2 separate regions of the Hordeum vulgare genome follow, and region 2 is linked to region 1. The links are chromatin contacts, called in public Hi-C maps. All regions are on one chromosome and are shown on one strand. The core of a region is the stretch at or near the end of the contact, and the rest is flanking DNA. Distances in the headings are between cores, read along the strand shown.

Evidence for each region. Hi-C and Micro-C count contacts between places; a contact is called where the count stands out from the background.
Region 2: a Hi-C map of leaf shows a contact between it and region 1, with 4 times the contacts expected there. The contact joins the promoter of LOC123409074 here to the promoter of LOC123410761 in region 1. A contact is called at or near these places in 3 of 6 Hi-C or Micro-C datasets (leaf and seedling) and 1 of 1 datasets of contacts at active chromatin or transcription factors (embryo).

The regions. Positions count from the first base shown.
Region 1 is chr7H:207,509,931-207,515,278 of MorexV3_pseudomolecules_assembly, reverse strand. It overlaps LOC123410761 (non-specific lipid transfer protein GPI-anchored 1), which reads left to right and starts at 2,254. Exons shown (of 3, transcript XM_045103701.1): 1 at 2,254-2,723; 2 at 4,984-5,043. The coding sequence starts at 2,384.
Region 2 is chr7H:207,709,420-207,714,767 of MorexV3_pseudomolecules_assembly, reverse strand. LOC123409074 (transmembrane emp24 domain-containing protein p24beta2-like) reads left to right here and starts at 2,859. Exons shown (of 5, transcript XM_045102061.1): 1 at 2,859-3,032; 2 at 3,449-3,700. The coding sequence starts at 3,491.

The sequences.
Region 1 (5,348 bases), core at 1,005-3,504:
ATGAATAGAAACATATGGATAGCTTATATTTGTTTGTTGTATATACTTTTTAGTTTAAATGATGAGACATACATGACTACTATGGGTGTTGGCTCCAACAATTGGTCTCAAACCAATGATGTGCATTTAGATGATCATGAGTTTGAGGTGGATGAGTATGGTGAGGGTATCGTCGATGCACCGAAAGGAAGGACAGGCAACTACCCCACGGATGAAGACATCTTGCTATGCAATACATGGTTGCAAGTGTCTAGGGATGCCATGGTTGGAGGGGGGCAAAGTAGAGATGCATATTGGATCCGGATGGAGGAGCATTTTGATTTATATAACAAAAGTGGAATTGAGCGCACGGAAATATCTCTCCGGTCCCGGTGGTCGATAATCAACACAGAATGTCAAAAGTGGGCGGCCGCAGTTAAGGCGGTTGACACGCTTAACCCAAGTGGCACTAATGACCAAGATAGGGTAAGTTCCATTTCTTTCATATTTCTTCCATGCTGATGCTTCTTCTTTGGTGCTTCAAATGAATAACTTGTTCTTTTCTTTGTAGCTCAATATTGCATAAAACTTATTTAAAGGAGAGGACAAGAAGACCAAGAAAGGAAAGATCAGGAAAGAGAGACCATTTACCTTGCCCCATTGCTATGATGAGTTGAAGGATGATGAGAAATGGAAGCCCCGTGAAGGTGTCGACGAGGATAGCAACACACGCAAGTGTACTATTGATTTGGATGATGATGAGGAAGAGTCATCAAGTGATGGCGGCAAGAGAAGCCCTACACCAAACTCTGTTGCCTACTCCAAGCCAAATAGACCAAGTGGAGGCAGGAAAGAAGGAAAAGAAAAGAAAAATAGGAAAGGAGATGATGAGCTAAAAATGATATGGAAGCTATTGTGAACGCAAGAAAGGAAGCGAATGAGGTGGGCGGATGGCAAGGAAGCAAGATGCGACGACCGAGGAGAGGAACGTGGCGTTGGAGGAGAAGAAATTGGCCATGAAGGAGCGCACTAGATTGTTGGAATGTGAGAAGTAACTGTTCTTCATCATGGACACGTCTACCCTCGACGAGCAACAAAAGGAGTACGTCAAGCGTGCCCGAGAAGAAGTCTTGATCCAAAAACAAGGCATGGTCATTGGAGGCATGGGAGCTACTATGGAAGGCATGGGTGGCATGTGAGGCATGGATGGCTTCGGAGCTACCATGGACGGCATAGAAGGCATGGGTGGCTTCGGAGCTACCATGGGGGCATGGGAGACATGAGTTTTGCGTCTCTCATGGGAGGCATGGGAGCACCTTTGGGTGGACACATGTCTTCCGGTGTGTCTCCTTACATACCTTCGCATGAAAGCCATTGAAGATATTGCCAACATCTACCGAGCTTCACATGATGATGCGGCGCGCGTCAATGAACACGAGGAAGAGGAAGAATCGTCTTTGGATGAGGATGAAGAAACGGAGGAATAGGTGGACGAAAATGAGGATGAGGCATGATTGTTGTGTGCCATTTCTTTGTGTGAACTTTTTTTATGTCATGATGAACTTGGTTGGATGATGTGGCATGATTGTTGATGTGGAGTGAAATTAAACCATGCTATGTCTTTTATTTATGTTTGAAATATCCATATTTATCTTCATGAAAATGAACAAAGTGCAAGCGCCGGCTGCTCGCGCGTCCGCTGGAGCGGCTCGTGCGCGTCATACTTTGGCGCGGTCATGGAGCCGACACACTCTGACGCGCTAAAAATTCTTATTTCGGCGCTGCATAATATTTTTAGCACGTGCGGTGGTTGGACGTCCATTGGAGATGCTCTAATGACTACTCTTTTTTTTTCTAAATATAAGTTTTTTTAAAGATTTCACTAAAAGACTAGACATGAAGCAAAATAAATGAATATACACTTAAAAATATATCTATATACATCCGTATGTAGTCCCTGGAATCTTAAAAAAACTTATATTTAGTAATGATAGATAAAACGATGTAGAAATATGGTTCGCTTTTGCTCTTGTTTTACAAAACGAAAGCTCTAGTTTCCAGCGTGAGAGGCATGTCGTGGTATGCAGCCACAGCAAAGCCAGGACACTGGACACGTATGTACGTACCATCCCAGGAACTGTACTGACGAGCGCTGCCCCCCTTCCGCTCCCGTCTTAAATGCAAACACATCTAACCTTCACCCGCCCACTTGAATGCCCTCGCGACGTCTCCTACCATGGCTATCTATAAACGCCGGCCGGCCACACCATGCCTCCTCCTCCTCCTTCTATTATCCCGCTATCCAGCAAGAAGAAGCAGAGCAGCTCAGAACCGAGCACAGACCGAAGCGGAGCCAAACGAAAGAACGGACCTAACCTAGCCAGCCAGCGCGATCGACCGAGAGATGGCGCGGTGGTGTGAGCTGGCGGCGGTGCTGCTCGCCGTGTCGATGGCGGCGTCGACGGCGGTGGCGCAGGACGCGCTGCAGACCAAGTGCCAGGAGGACCTGCAGAAGCTGTCGGACTGCATGGACTACGCGACGGGGCACGAGGACACGCCGTCGGCCAAGTGCTGCGAGGACACGGCGGACACGCAGAGGGCGCGGCCCGAGTGCCTCTGCAATATCATCCAGCAGGTGCACAGCGGCAGCCACGGCGTGCAGCAGCTTGGCCTCCGCTTCGACCGCCTCCTGGCCCAGCCCGCCGCCTGCAAGCTCGCCAACGCCAACGTCTCCCTCTGCATCAGTGAGTACCTAGCTCAGCTGGTCACTCACGACCAGCTCACACGGCACCTAGCTCCGATTGACCTCTCTGTGTTTGATTAGTTCATTTCTTTGCCGTGCTAGTTTTGGTGTTCATGCTTTTGAGTCTCGAGATCTCATTACTCACAATATACAGTACTGGACAGTAACTTGATTAATTAGTTTCCTTTGAAATGAACTTGATTAATTACGTTTTTAGAAAGTAAAAAATAGCCCTCGCAAAAAAAAGTAAAAAACAAGTTAAAAAACTTTGAAAAGGGGGGAAAATATAGTATTCTACAGTTTTGCTACACACCAGATGCAGAGGCTTTTTTTGTTTTTTTGCGGGAAACACTAGATGCAGAGGCTGAGGACGTTCCCCTCTTTTTTTGAAAAGAAAAATACAGTTCTGTTACACACTTTTCGTGTGTTGATATTGATAGGGTTGCTAGTGTGGAGGTGGTTGTATCCTAGCTCAACATAGACCAAACCTCGAGTTTACGAATAACTTCTTAGGGCAACTCCAACGCGGGACGCTAGGAGAGGCGCTAGGATTTCTTTCCTATCGATATTTCGATCGACTGGCAGTTGGAGCCATTAGAAAGATGTGTCGCATGCTTCCTTCCTTTTTTTTTTTGCCGTATGTGGCACATAGACAGTTTAATTAGCATACAATTGAAAGGTAGGGCTCTTAGACATTTTCTAATATGATACTCCCTTCGTCTCAAAATTCTTGTCTAAGATTTATCTAAATACTAAATTATGATTAGATACATTTATATCTAGACAAATTTAAGATAAAAATTATAGGACGGAGGAAATACTCCCTCCGTTCCAAAATAACTGTTTCAAGCTTAGTACAACTTTATACTAGAGCTAGTACCAAGTTAAGACACTTATTTTGAGACGGATGGAGTAGTATTTTTTCCTTCATAAGCGTCTGGTGAGGCGGCTTGCGTTGTAGATGCCCTTAATGGTAGGTGAGATACTTGCTTGGTGTATTTGTCAATAATAAGGTCATAGTTGTGACTTCGTTAATCTCAACTAACTAACTCTCCTGTTAATGTTTTGTGTAAACATGGACTATATATTATGGTCTACATGTGGACGTGCATAAGTGCGTCTTTTGTATTCGATGGGTTTTGTAACAAGTAGAGACCCTTGGCGCCGAGAAGTCAATCGTGATGAAATGGGGATATGGCACCGTTTTAAGGCTTATTAAAGGGTAGGAATAGAAAAAAATAAAATCTTTGCAAGCACTGTTCGTTCCTTTGGTTCAAAGCAATGGAGCTAAATAACAGTTGAGAGAATTTTATATAATCTCACAATTCACTTGGATCCCTTTTTAGAGTTTATACTTACAAAGTAAGGGATCGACTCGTACAAGTTATAGTTTGGAGGCTGGTTTGGCTCTAATTTGATCATGTATAATTTTTTCTTCAAAAAAGGGAAAACCCCGGTCTGTGCATCATTATGATCCACACAACCTCATCATGTATAGTAGAATTCATGTGTCTTTCCATTCATGCGAATCAAACATTTAAGTCTATAAAACTTTTGGGCTCGCCAATCCTTTGTTTCACACCTGCATTAATTTCTATTACTCTCGGTAGAGATTTCACTAAAAGACAATATACAGATGTATATATATACATTTTAGATTATAGATTCACTCATTTTGCTTTGTATGTAGTTCATTAGTGAAATTTCTAAATAGACTTATATTTAAGAATGGAGGAAGTATATTTTGTGCGTTTTCTATTCCTACATTTGTAAAACCCTGCGTTTGCACCAAAATCGCAGCTCATAGCCATGCGTACGTACTTATTGGACCCGGTAAGCTATGTATAGGCCGAGCAACAATAGAAAGCAAGCCATGCGTGCGTGTTAGGCCTAAGCCATGCGGAGAAAGCAGGCCACCTGTGCATGCCGGGCCTAGCTGGAGGTCGTCAGGTCATTATCTCGCCAAGAAGATTGAGCCCACTTTGTAACTCTATTATTCCCAATTGTCCGCAATTACCTTGTTTGTAAGCACCGAATTTCCCTGAAAAAAAATCATTTCTCAGTGAGTCAGAGTGCCTAAGATTACTTGTTTTTCTTTTCTTATTATGTGTTTCACTTCTTCAAATACTTTATTGGTACTCAACCGGGAGTGTTCATTCTCGTATCACAGCCAAATTAATGTAGATAATTGTTGATACTTAAGTTTGACGGTGGTTATTTTTGAACACATTCTAATTGCTGATGATGCTCTCCCCTGCTAGACCTGCTGCACCTGACCCCGAGCTCGCCAGACTACGCCCTCTTCGCAAATGCTTCCAAGAGTGAGTTTTCTGAATCCTTTGCCTCGATTTAACAACTATGATCAATCTGCAGATTTAAGAACCTATTTCAGAGAACTGCGGTGTCTTGACATTTTTTTTAAAACCCCATCCATATATTAATTAATTAACAAGGTTCTTACAATCGTTCATTACATAGTTTGTCACGCAGGACGAACCACGAACCATTATTACAAAGCAGAGCATCGGTCCTACTATCAAAACTAAACTTAGCAATCTCATGTGCCATCCTGTTGCTCAACAGTACGGAGTTGGCTAAAACATTAGTTCTGGGAAACATGTTCACG
Region 2 (5,348 bases), core at 1,610-4,109, 200 kb before region 1:
TTCGCGCAAACCCCACGGTATAGACCACAACACTAGTAAGAGACCTGGCGGTACTACCGCTCATAGGCGCGATACTGCCGCTCAAGCGGTACTACTGGTGCGGACAATGGTATTACCGCTTGGTTACCACCACAAGCCCAAGCAGAAACAGAGGACCTCCATGTTGCCAGAATAAAAGACGGGTGCAAAGAAAATATGTACGTGTTGATTCCACCCAACCTTTTAGATGCGAACCCCCTCTTAATAGTACGAATTTCCTATGAGTCAAAGTACCATAAAAAAAGAATCACCGGAACAATCCGTATTCACACTATATCATTGGGGGAGATAAACTGTCTCAATCCCATTTGATAAGATCTCTGAAATACTTAGGGCACACAGTTAATTCGTAAAGTACCTTGTCATCATCAATCACCAAAACGGTAGGGGAATAGGCAACTGCACGCGACCTCCACTGGCGGCGCCGTCGTCTGCCGCTCGTACGTCATCGACGAAACCAAACCATGTATCTAGGTGTGTGTGTGCGTCTCTATATCCATTGGTCCTCTACTTTGGTTCTGGTGTTGTTCACCGACGAACTCAAGAGCCTCAGGGTACAATCGCATGCGTCATAGAGGAGTGGGTTTGGGCAAGGGGAATGGGGCATCTCTATGCGAGGGATTTAGGGGGAGAAGTACTATTTTGGATGCTGCCATGTTCTGGTCAACTGTATTTTGGATTAATTGTTCTGTTCATGAAAAAAAATGTTTTTGGTAGGAAAAAGGTGTGAATCATGATTTGGTATAGTACAAACTGCACTTTCTCCTACAAAGTAAATGGGGCGGAATGAATTGAAGTTGCATTGTCCTGTTTGGTTAAGGAAAAGAATGAACACATGTCAATATGTTCATCAGTTGCACATATGTCAAACTGCTCATACTAGCAGATAACATTGTTTGGTATTGTTGCATTTCTTTATCACTGTCAACCCCCCCCCCCTCTGCTGAATTGGCATGTTCAATTCTTCAACAAAAACATCACCATAACCATATGTTATCCCAATGTCCATCCTCTTCAGTGACCCATCATTATACAAGAACATAAGACTATCAGTCTCTTTTTTTCCCTCGAAGTAACCAATGCAATTTTAGGTGTAAGTACCTTTGAAGTGACCTCTTTCCACCTGATGAATATCTTCAACATAGTTGCATAATTCTCTATAGGTCAAATTATTCCTTGAGTTGAACATCTCTGCCACCAATTCTCCAACGTAACCCGGCTTTTGACCCACTTGCTGAAATGATCCATAATAATGAAACCTGACAAAGAAGTTATCCAATGTACTAGGACGAGTAGAACCTACAACTGGAGACATGAAAAACTAACTTTGAGAGAGAAAAATTCAGTTAGATCTTTAGCTCTAACCGTACACAAATAGTAAGAGAACTAACATTTACAATTTCAACTAAAGTTTCAGCATAACCAGGCAACGCATTCAAACAAAACTACTTCATCCAGACAAGCATAGCAGATGATTTACTCTAAACTAACATAGGAGCAACCCAACTTCAGTTCATTCAGACAAAAAGTGCATTTTCCCTTAACCAAACAGGGCAACGCAACTTCAGTTCATTCGGTCCCATTTACTCTGTAGGAGAGAGTGCAGTTTGTGCTGTACCAACTCATGTTGAAAATTTACACCTTTTTCCTACCAAAAACATAATTTTTTTCATGAAGATAACAATTCATCCCAAATACAGTTGAACACAAGAGGGCATGATCCAAAACAACACTTATCCCCTAGACCCCTCACATAGAGACGCCCCATTCCCCTCGCCCAAACCCACTCCTCTACGACGCACATGATCATTTGCCGGCGCTTGCGATTTCGCCAACGAACAACACCAGAACCAAAGCAGAGGACCAACGGAGATGGAGGCACACACACGTGGACGCATGGTTTAGTTCCGTCGAAGACGGTCGAGTGGCAGGCGACGACGCCGCCAGTGGAGGTCGCCTACGTTTGCCAAGCCCTAGTGAACGAAAGATGAGAGGCGTTTCTGGAGGCGACAACACTCTGAAGAAGAAAGAAAGAAAGGACAGAAGGGGTGAGGGGGAAAACAAAGAAAGTAAAGAGACGACTAACAAATGAGACCCACTCAACATTTTGTGCCCAGTCAACGTCTAATCAACATTAGGGAACAAAAACCGTTCTAGATTTGTATCCCAAACAATGAATTTGAGGGTGATTTGTATACTTCTTCCAAGAGAAAAAATCTTGATTGATGTGCAAAGGGACCTTTCGGACTGGGCTATGTGCGAGTGTCCTTTTTTCTTCTAATTTCGTATTTCTTTTTTGTGTTCCAATTTCGTTTTTTATACTTTGAAAATTCCTGATTTCAGAGAAAGTACCAATTTTTAAAAATGAGTTTTTTTAGAAAAAAGTTCAAGAAATTATAAAATGCTCGAAGATTTTAAAAGTGTTCATGATTTTGAAAAGAGTTCGTATATTCAAAATGTATTCATGATTATGAACAACATTCGCTTATTTAAAAAATGTTCATCAATACTTGTAAAAATAACGAATTCAAATAATGTACATGGAATTTTTGAAAAAAGTTCCAAAAAGCAAAATATTGTTGACAAATTTCAAAACATGTTCCCAAAGTTTTTTGTTTTTCTACTCATTGCAGCGCAGGGCCACTTTTACTAAGTCTTAGGTATCTGCATAGTTTTTTTTTTTTTCAAGGCTCGCATTTTTGGGCGGACAGGGGCAGGCCTCGGCCTGGCCCAACGTTAATACAGGCCGACTACGCCCCACCTGGTTCCCCAAGGCCTCTTTGGTTATTACTAGGCCACTCCGCGGAAACTCACGGAGAAAAACAAGGGAAGAGAAAGGTCGCGTTCTCCCCAAGGTCAGTCAGCTCTTCGTGACATCTTGAGTATCGACTGCTTCTTCCTCCGCCGAGAAGGAAGGGGGAGCGCCGCCCGGAAGCACCGGAGCCGGACGCCAGCAGCGATTTCTCCGACGGCCGCCTGCAGGCGGTAACTGAGTAAGCTCCCCCTCCCCCCCTTCACCTCTTACCCCCAATTCTTCCTACTGGACGGGAATCATGAGCTTCCAGAGGTCAGATCCAACCGGACTCTCACCTCTTGGCAGGCAAGCCTTGGTTAGAAATCGATCGACCGATCTATCTCACCTTCCTTGTATGATTCCAGAGCATAAGTTAGGATAATTGATGAGTAATTTGTACGGTTCCACCATGCCCTTCCCCTTGTATGCGCCCGTAGAATAAACGCCCATCTAGCCTTGTTGTTTGCTCGACCATCTAAACAGCCATGTTCTGGTAGAATTTTGGCCTTCTGTGACATCACAGGATCTCAAAAGCTCACACCCATCAGCGGGACGCATGCTTGTGTGGATAGTCTAAGAGATTAATTGACACTTTGAGATTTCTTTTCTCTGCAGGAAGCTCTGTACGATCTACTATTGCTCCTCTGCTGATAGATCATGGAGGGGCTGAGTTGGACAAGGGCTTGTGTCTTGGTCCTCTGCATTATGCCGTTCCTACACCCGGCTGCGGCTATCCGCTTTGTGATTGATAGGGAGGAGTGTTTCTCTCATAACGTGGAATACGAGGGGGATACTGTTCATGTATCATTTGTGGTGATCAAGGCTGACACTCCGTGGCATTATAGCGAGGATGGGGTGGATCTTGTGGTAAGGACGCGATCCCTTTTTTTATCTATGTAAATCACGCAAGAATAAGCATTGTCCAATGATCGCTTAGATGTTTGATGCACTCTTGGGTATCAAAGGAAGTCATAGTCTACTAGAATGTTTGTTTTGTGGGTTGTCGTGTCACAACTATTTTGCCATTTATTTCGTGTGAAGCCAAGGAGTACTTTCTACTCTAGAGAGGCGGACAAAATGCTAGCAGTATTATCTTAAGTATATGATGTGTTGGTATTTGAAGTACTACACTAATTTTTTGATTTCAAATCTGTATTGATTGTAGCACCTTTTAGTCATCCATGTATACTTTGTATTTTTTAAATACTTCATAAACATTTAGGATTTCTTGAACTAGGATGTAGACTACTAACCATGGCAATCATTAGAAGTAATGAAGGAATAAAGTGCAAGGAAGAACTAATTGTTCAATGAAAACATGCACAGCACTGTTTATAAGGCATCCCACCTTGGACTTAGGCGACGCTTTAGCGGCAAGGTGCCCTGACAGTGCCTTACAATTATGCTTGCGTTAGGCACTTATGCGTTAAGGTTGTTGGTGCTTGCCTTAGGTTGCCTTACCGCCTTATAAACAATGATGTACGGTATTAAGTTATGTCAGAAGGATTCTATCACAGGGAATGGATATAACAGGTATTATGATATTGATGGCCCATTTGTTGGATGGTAATTATTAACATCATGATGGTTCAGTGATTGGATGGAAATTAACATTAGAGCAAGTATAATAGTAGAGCCGGCTGCCGGCTGTAAGCTCATGCCATGTCATCTATAGCCCATCTTATAGCTAACATGTACAATAGTTGCTTAGAAGAGTGTACTACTTATTTATTATATGACCCACCTTTCATTCTCACAAAGTGTCTAGGAGCACGTGCTAGAGCTGGCTCTTAACTAAGAGCCCGCTTACCTTCTCTCTCCTCCAACTAAGCAAAAATATACTACTTTATTCCTTATAGCCAGCTGACTCAGCTCTATTGTACTTGCTCTTATGGTGGTATGGGGCTTACAGCTTGAGCCATGATCCTGTGGAATTTCAAACCTACATTAGAGTTGTCAGTGCACTTGCTATCAGAAATATGAACCAGGGAAACTAATATTTTTAGTCTTTTTCCCCTAAAACGAACAGATAGAAGACACAAGTCATTCAGTATTATATTCATCTTCACAGAATTAATAAAGATATTCTTTGGCTTGTGACAGTTTGAACTTTAATCGGTGGTGCTTTTTTTTTTTTTTACTTCTGGGTATCTTTGCTTTTATTTGCTAAGAATTGAACATAGCTTTTGTTAGGATAAATTTACTTTTGTGATTTACTAAAAAAAAGTGGAACACCATTGCTTCCTTTTGCTAGAGTTAGTTCTGAGTAGATGGACCTTTGAATAAACAAGTTAAAGTAGTTCTGCTTGGGATTGTTGGGGTCATTTTTTGTGTGTTCTTGATCTTCCTATATATGAGTGCATCCTAGGATGAATACAGTGCAATTTGCGATGATATTTCCCCGTTGTTTGTCTATCTATGCAACTACATCACTCCTTTTGTGGTCAGCAATTTATTAAGAATGATTCTAACTTTTACTTAGCCGTAACTTGAATTAGAGCAGCTTGTAATATTT